Linked DNA regions of Gossypium hirsutum: region 2 is linked to region 1. Evidence: chromatin contacts called from public Hi-C data. All regions are on one chromosome and are shown on one strand. The core of a region is the stretch at or near the end of the contact, and the rest is flanking DNA. Distances in the headings are between cores, read along the strand shown. Region 1 holds the start of LOC107888756 (guanosine deaminase). Region 2 holds the start of LOC107888682 (protein translocase subunit SecA).

Region 1 (4,375 bases), core at 1,284-3,783:
ATTCCTACAAGAAGATAAAAATTAAGGGCAAATGAGGCTTCGGTTTTTCACTAAACGAGTAAACAAACGAGAATACAATATGGAGAAAATAAACCTAAATGTACAATCTCAAATCCCAAAAATAAAGTCTTAATACGAGAACAAAATTCTCACCATAATTATCACGAAACTCATATGTGACTACATCTTGTCACCTTATAACCCCTTTAAATAGACTTAGATTAGAGTTTTAATCATACTAAAATATCCCTAGAATAGCAGTTCTACTTGAAGTTTAAAATGTGACTGTACAACTTGGAGAATCACCATGATGTCGTGACGTCTCATGCATGCTCGTCACGACGTCGCCATCATGTTTGTTTAGGATTTCGTCGCAACGTTGCTTCTATTTTACCTATTATTCAGTAAATCATCGAACTTTTTTTTAGATATTTTCAGAACGTCTAATAAATACGAAATATGTTTTGGGATAAGTAATAAACATAGATTTGATTAAGAGATAAACATTCGTATTATTGGCTCTAAAAAAAGAGTTTGGTTTCTTTCTAAACAAGAATTAAGAGAATCAAATATTTTTTAGCAAAAATAAAATAATGAAAATGTTGTTAAGACTTTATGATTTTATTTAGATAAGCTCTCATTTTTATTTTTTTATCGGTTTAATTAAAAGCTTCATTTTTCTACTAGCTTTTAATTTGTTAGAAATTAATATTTATATTTCTAATATTATAAAAAAAATCCCAACAACTTATATGGAATGACTTGTAAATTTTAAAGATAAATAATAAATAAACCAAAATTAGTAGTTTAAGATTTTCTTATATTAACATAAATCAAATATTGAATTTAAATTATATCGGAATCAATATTATTGCTATCACAACATGTAAGATCACATAAATTTTAATGTATTTAAGCATATGTTATCCTCTAATTTAAGAGTGTATTTGAATAAAATTTTAAAATGTTTAGAATTTTAAAATTAAGTTATTGAAATGCTAATGATTGCTTGTTTTAGAAAAATTAAGTTATTAAAATTTTAAAGATTTTAAAAAATAAATAATTCAAAAGGTTCAATATAAATATTGTTATATTTGTAAAAAAAATATACATAGTTTTAATAAAAACAAAATTTTAAAAATATATATTAGATTATTAAAAACACGATTTTTGAAGGTTTTTTTCTATCTTGGAATGAGACTACATGTATTAAATAAAATAAAATAATGAAAAATTTTAAAAAATCGCCTCTTTAAGTGGAATTATCCACAAATTTTGAAATTCACTAATATATTCAACAAACAAGTAAATTATTTTTTAGAATTTTGAAAATCTTCATAAAAATAAATCTCTCCTACAAATTCCTTACTCAAACAGATCCTAACAGCATGTTTGGATGAAAAATTTTAAAATATTAACTGTTTAGAATTCATTAGTTCAAAACACTAACATTTACAATTACTTTATTCAAATAAATAATTGATTTAGAAAAAAAAATAGGTTATTAGAATTTTAAAAAAACTAATTATATTAAAAATAAATAATATAAAAATATCCAAGATGGATATCATTTTAATTGTATTTTTATAAATAGTTTTAATAAAATAAAATAAATAATAATGAATTTTGAATGGAATAGAAATATGAGTAATTCTGAAAAGGCATAATGAATTTTTTGATCCTCCAACTTTATAAAAAAAGTTATTTTAACCTTTTATTTAATTTTTCATCTTTTTAACATTTGAATTTGTATTATTTGTCAAATCACCCTAAAATAGATGGAAAAGTTAATGTTTGTTAATTTTGATGACGTCATACATGTTGATTGCTATGTGTATACAACGTTAGCAATTAATTAAAATTTTAAAATACTTTTTATATATTTTTTAATTTTTACAATTTTAAAAATATTTAATTGCTTGCATGGATCACATTAATAAAATTAAAATAATAATAATTTTTTATTTATTTTTAGGTGATATGACAAAAAATAAGTTTAAGAGCTAAAATGGATAATAAATTAAAGGAATGAGTAAAATGATTTTTTCATAAAGCTAAAAGGATAAATAAGTAATTATGACTTTTAAACACCACCAAGTTTGGTGAAAATTAACCCCCCCTGAAATTATCTACAAATTTTAAAATTCTTTCATATATTTACTTAAACAAATAAATTTATTTTTATAATTTTGAAAACATGATACAAATTAAATCGATCCTACAACTTATAAATTAATAAATTAATATTTATTTAAATATAATAAAAATAAAATTTAAAACGTTTTAATATATTTATTTTAGCTTTTAGATTTGACCTTAAAAACAAAATAGAAATAGTTCAAAAAGAAGTTAGTGGTTGAGAACAGCCTAAAAATAACCCATCACAAACAACTCTGGAGACTCCTATAAGTGCTTTCAGGAAAACCAAAAAAAAAAAAAAAAAAAAAAACATAGACTCCCATAGGAAAATATAATTTTTTTTAAAAAAAAGGGCATTGAAAAGAAAACAAATAAACTGAATCAGCCCCAAGATAAAAAAGAGATTCCCATTTGTCTTTTATTATATTGCATGTGTTTTTTCTGCAACTTGAATTTTTTCCTTTTCCCTTTCCTTTGTAACTCTTTATTTTTAATTTTCTCCTCCATGAGTCTTATTTAATATTTAATAATATATATTACATATAAATATACATTCCTATATAATTACGTGAACAAGCCTTGCTGGTTCTCCTATCTTTCTCTCTTTCACATTTTATCTTCTCTTTTTCCCATATTCTGTTGACTACCCCCATTTGCCTTTCCTTAACCCAGCGTTTCAATTTTCTTCTCTGTTTTTTTTCTCATCATGGAAGAGGCAAAGGGTATGCTTTTCTTTCTGGGTTTTGTTTTTATATTTTTTAAGATTTTGTTTTCTTGATCTTTAATCCTTTCTTTCTCTTTTTTTTTTCATCTTTCATGAAAATTTCATTGTTACTTTTCCAGAATCTGAGAGAACTGAATTTTTCCACTTCGCTTTGCATTTCTAGTTTTAGTATTAGACAGATCAATTGAATTTGTGAATGCCTGGAAGTAAAAAAGGAACTCACTTTTTCCACAATTTGTTTTAAATTATAGTTTTTAGGTTTTATGCATGCATTTGAAGAATATTATGTGTCTCAATTTTCAATCTTATTTTGTGAATAATTAATTGTAATATTAATGTTTCTTTTTATTTTTATTTAAAAAAAAAACAGTGTTGGAAGCTAAAGAAGGAACCATTTCCGTTGCCTCTGCTTTTCCTGGTCATCAAGAAGGTAATTGTCAACTTTTCATAGGATTTAATGTTAAAAAGCTAATATTAAATGGCCTCTTCATAGTTGCTACCATTAGAATTATTTCGGTAGATTCAAGATATTCTTTTTCATTCATTGAATTTTGCCTATTGTTTTAGTATAGTAATGGAGATTTACTTCCTTCAATACACATATCTTATGGTTTACTTTTTTAGCTGTCACATTTTATAGATCAGACTGATATTTATGATCTGGTATATTGCTTGGATATGCTGTGTTAATCTATGTTACCTGGGGCGAGTCTGAACATATGTCGGACATAGGTGTTAGACTCGGGTTTAGGAAAAACGAAGAGTAGAAATAACGTAGGTGTTATGTGATGGCTTTTAGCTGTGTCACAGTTTATGGATCATACTGATGGTTATCATTGATGATGTGGTATACTGCTTAGATATTCCGTGTTAATTTATGTTTCCTGGATTTGAGGATGACCGCATATCAATGTCCGGGTATGTGTCGTACATAGGTGTTGGACACAGGTTTAGGAAAAATAAAGAATCTATGTCAGAGTTTATGGATCATGGTGATGGTTATCAGTATTGTTGATCTGGTATGTTGCTTAGATATGCTGTTTTGATCTATGTTACCCAGACTTGAGGATGAGTTCATATCCATATCTAGATATGTATTGCACATAGGTGTTAGCCATGGGTTCGGGAGAAACAAAGAGTCTGGATGGCATAGCTGTGTTATCCAATAGTAGGTTTTTTAGTTATCACAAGTTATGGATCATAGTGAGGGTTGTCATTATTGCTTGGATAATCAATATGTCATAAGTATAAGAGACGGGGTTCTGGACAACATGGGAGTGAATGATTCAAAGATACTTGATTAACGATGTAGATACCTTCAGAAAACCATCATGCTTAATGTTTGTTCGATGGTTATGAAAATGCTCTTGTTTCTGTTTATTGTTCAACCAGCTGTACAGGATAGAGATCACAAATTCTTAACACAAGCAATTGGAGAAGCATATAAAGGGGTTGAATGTAAGGATGGAGGGCCGTTTGGTGCAGTTGTCGTTCGCAATGACGAAGTCGTTG
Region 2 (4,375 bases), core at 1,218-3,717, 650 kb after region 1:
CCCAAGGGGTTATTACTCATAGGTGGCCCAAACCTGATATGACAACACTCTCTGAAGCGTTCCCAATCTAGATTTGCCTCCTCTTCTTCGATTTGATCAAACCATAATTGTGCCTCTCCTAAAAGATGGAATGAAGCTAGGTCGACTTTGTCTTCTTCGTTGGTCCATTGATTGCCAAAAAAATTTTCGCATCTTTTTAACCATCCTAAAGGATCTCCAACCCCATCATAAGTGGGAAATTCCATCTTAGAGTATCGTGGCACCATGGCCCCACCGTGTTGCGAATCTGAATTTCTTTTCTTGCCTCCATTGCTGCCTTGCTCTTCATTATTTTTTTCTGAATCCCCTTTCGTTGTCTTTTGAACCGAAAGAGATAACATCGCCACCTGCTCCTCTAATGCTTGTTGCTTTGTAGCCATTTGTTCCATGAATGCCTCCAGCTTGGCTATCAAAGTTTTTTCGTCACCCATGACAACTGGCTCCGATACCAAGTTGTTATGCGCCTTGGCGTAGGATCTAGTCACAGGTCTAGACGAGAAAGAATTCTTGCTTCGACCCATGGTTACTCAAAAGGCAGATTCATCCTTGACTGAACCCCCTCTCAAAATAACGTTTCATTTGATAGAATAATTGCTTACCTCTTTATTTCATATTGGCAGCCTTTTATAGACTGTTAATAACAAATGAAAGAGTCCTAATTGACATAAAATAGAATTCCTAACTTAGAGTTATGAAGGAAACAAAAACCTAATATAGTAAAACTAAAACTCTTAGTAAAACCTGATATAATAAATAAATAAATAAAACTAAAAACTCCTATTGCAATTAAAGTGTCCATATCACATTCATCCGAACTCAAATGCGAATTTCAGCAACTGAAGATGAATGAAGGCAGACATCTCAGTCTTTTAAGCAATCTGGCATTGAACCAAAAAGGAATAATGCAGATCAGCAGACCAAACATCCTTAAAAACTTCAGTGTATGAAGACAGATTTAATGCTTCAACCATCAGTAACTCTATGTTAGTTCGACTCTTTCTTTTCCTTTATGCATCCATGTTTGATGCAAGTCTCGGACCAGAACGAATATAGGGATATAATCCTCTAGAAATCCTCCAAATACATGAAAAAACTTTGACAAAAAATGAACATAACACACCTGTGTCAAACATATATATCAGACACTCAAACTATAGTCTGAATAACAAGATGTAAAATCATCATTTTGATTCAGATAATATGCATAACCAACTCCCCTACCCTCTTAGACAAATATCTTACTTATCTTTCAAATAGCTTATCCTACATTCAACGTCATATTCACCGAGCAGCAGCCAAAAGACAAAGATACATTAACTTAGAGAATTTAAGATCAGACAAATTGAGCGATAAGCATAAAGACACTAGCTCATACATTTTAATCATCCAACAAATGATCAGCAAAAACATAACTGAAAAAAACCACTGGTGAACCTACCTCAGCAAAGTTCTTTGGCATCGGTTTGCCTTCCTCTTTCAGCTGAACCATCTTCTTATGAACTTCTTTAGCCCATGTGAACTTCGCAAGAGCATTCTCAACATCTAATAAAGTACAATCACATTGTTTTGCAGCTTCTTTCTTTTGACTCAGTTGGAGATTCTAAAAAAAAAAAAAGAAGTCAAAATCTAAATCCACAATCAGCGAATTCACCCGCAGGGCTCCAACCATAAACGTAAATAAAATCAGCATCAATAACAACCAACAAATTCGCCACTCAACTGAGAACACATTTAACATAATATAATAAAGCAAAAAAAAGAAGAAAATTCATAAAAATAAATTTGAGAGGAAAACTAGAAAACAACCTCGCCGGTCGGCTCACAACCTCCAAGATACCTAACGATGGCTAATTTTTTCTCAAAAACATCCTCAAACGTAGCCTCGCTGGTTCTACCAACTATGTATTGCTTAAATTTCCCTACATTTCTAGCATTCTCCAGTTCATCGGCAAATCCTAAAGTAATAACATTAAGTAGTATTATCAAATTAATTTTAAAATTTCAAAAACAAAAATGTGAATTAATAGTAGTAAAAAAAAAGGGAACTACAACTAAATGAAACCCAGGTAAATGAGCTAAAGTGAAAGTGATGGTCAGGAGATGACTCACGGAGGAGAGTGAAGGATTCGGCACTGGTTACATGATCATCTGGAGAGGTCTTCTTGCCGGTGAAGACCTCTTTGATCGAGTCCATCCATGAGGAGTGGACAGGTGACGTGGTGAAGATCGGACATTGCTGTGATAAAATCAAGTGACGTTCGGGGTAACTGTATCCAGAAGAAATGAAGTTTCTCTTGGAAATGCTGTTTACGAATCTAGAAGAAAGCATTATCTATGGAAAAAATGGGAAGTTCTGCCAAGTTTCCCAGGTTTATCAATGAAATAGACGATATAGATGCTCTTGATCCTTTATTTTAACTCTTATAGTCGCTGAAACACTGCGTTCTGAGTAAAATAAATCTTGGATTACTTTAGTAGAGTTAGAAGTTTAATTCTTAATATATAAAAAAGTCCCTGTAAAATAATTTAATAATCAATTAAACCCTCAATCGAAAATAACATTCAGTTGAGCCCTTAATCGAATATAAGATATCAATTACGACTCAAAAAATCAATTTCTGTGTAATCCCTTGACTTCCATTAATTTCGTTACATGACATGTCAGGATTATGCCACGTAACAAAATCGGGTAATTCCCCTATTTAAAAAATCATGAAAAATCTTTAAAAAAATTTCAAGCTTTTTGAATTTTAAAAATTTTAAAAATAAATAGATTTTTCAGGATTTTAAAATTATTAAATATTTTGAAAAAACTGAAAAAATATAATTTTAAAAAAGAATTAAAGTTGTAAAAAGCCATCATTTTTTAAAAAAACAATTAAGCCATTATTTTTTTTCACTCAATTAGATACTTGAAACTTTCAAAATGCTTTAAAAGGCCCTCAAACCTTTTCAAACAAAGCAATTAAGCCCTTTTTTTTCCTTTTTTTTTTGCATTCAATTGTGTATTTCTATTTTCAAAATGCATAAAAAAAAGACTATTTTACTGTTAACTTTAACAGTTGACCATTAAAATTAATTGTCCCTAATTTTTTTAATTAAAATCATCGTGAGTCATAATCACGATGTGGCATGCGGTAAAAAATAAAAATCAATAAAAATTATTATATTTAATAAAAAATATTAAAACTTTGAAAAAATTATAAAAATTGTAAAAAAAATGTAAAATTTTATAAAAATCATAAAATACATCAAAAAATTCCTTTAAACTTTAACTTTAGCTGTTGACTGTTGAAGTTAATGACTCCCAATTTTTTTCAATTAAAGCATCACGTGTCCCAACACATCGTAACATGTGGTGAAAATGATAAAAAATAAAAATTAATAAAAGTTATAGAAAGATTAGAAAATGTTTCTTTTAGTACGATTTTTTTTAAAGGATAAGATAAAAACTTAAACTTCAAAATTTATTTTTATTTAATATAATATACATTTAAAATTTTATTTTATTAAAACTATTTATAAATTTTTACAAATATAAGAATATCTATATTGGATCTTTTTTATATTATTTATTATTAATATAATTATTCTTTTTTATAATTATTCTTTTATTTGTAAAATTTCATCAACTTTATTTTTTTCTAAATCAATTATTTATCCTAACAAAGCAATTACAATTCTTACCTTTAGAATTGATAAATTCTATAATGTTAATATTTTAAAAATCTCAAAAAATTTAAGATTCTTTGTCCAAATGTCATGGACAACGCGAATGAGCCTATAATTGATATACACATTTTAGACCATTTATGTTTCCTTTGAGTCATTTGGCCTGACAAAAATGACTTATTATTTGAAAGAAACTCAAGACTCATGTATTTGGTTCCTAGTTAAAATATATACTCTGTTAACTTATATTTTTACTAGGAAAATTATTGTAAATCCTAAAAATAAAAATATATATAGTTTAAATCTTTCAAAACTCTCATCTTATAAATAAGCACTAATCTCATTCGTTGATGTAACTTAATCTATATTGCTAAATTTGAGATAATTACTTCATTTTCGAGTTAAAAATATATATTTGAAAGTATTTTTCTTTTTAAGGCTATACAATTTGCCAAACTAAAGTTGTAACCAGTGAGACAAGTTAGAACCAAATTGTGAATGATGCTTCGATCATCCGATTCGTTTGATAACTTTCTCTCAACCATTTTGCGCAATCAATTTAGAACCAAGCCTAGTCGCTAAGGATTCACTATTCAGCCACTAGAATTGAGCTAGCATTCTCTAGTGCATTGGTCTCTCCTATTACACGTCCCAAGTGATATCG

Evidence for each region. A called contact is a pair of places that touch in the nucleus more often than the background predicts.
Region 2: a Hi-C map of hypocotyl shows a contact between it and region 1, with 2.9 times the contacts expected there. The contact joins the promoter of LOC107888682 here to the promoter of LOC107888756 in region 1. A contact is called at or near these places in 2 of 34 Hi-C or Micro-C datasets (hypocotyl and leaf).

What each region holds. Positions count from the first base shown.
Region 1 is chrA11:109,402,194-109,406,568 of Gossypium_hirsutum_v2.1, forward strand. LOC107888756 (guanosine deaminase) reads left to right here and starts at 2,534. Exons shown (of 5, transcript XM_016812952.2): 1 at 2,534-2,861; 2 at 3,234-3,293; 3 at 4,256-4,375. The coding sequence starts at 2,846.
Region 2 is chrA11:110,056,833-110,061,207 of Gossypium_hirsutum_v2.1, forward strand. It overlaps LOC107888682 (protein translocase subunit SecA), which reads right to left and starts at 2,468. Exons shown (of 5, transcript XM_041081705.1): 1 at 2,149-2,468; 2 at 1,846-1,994; 3 at 1,478-1,639. The coding sequence starts at 2,368.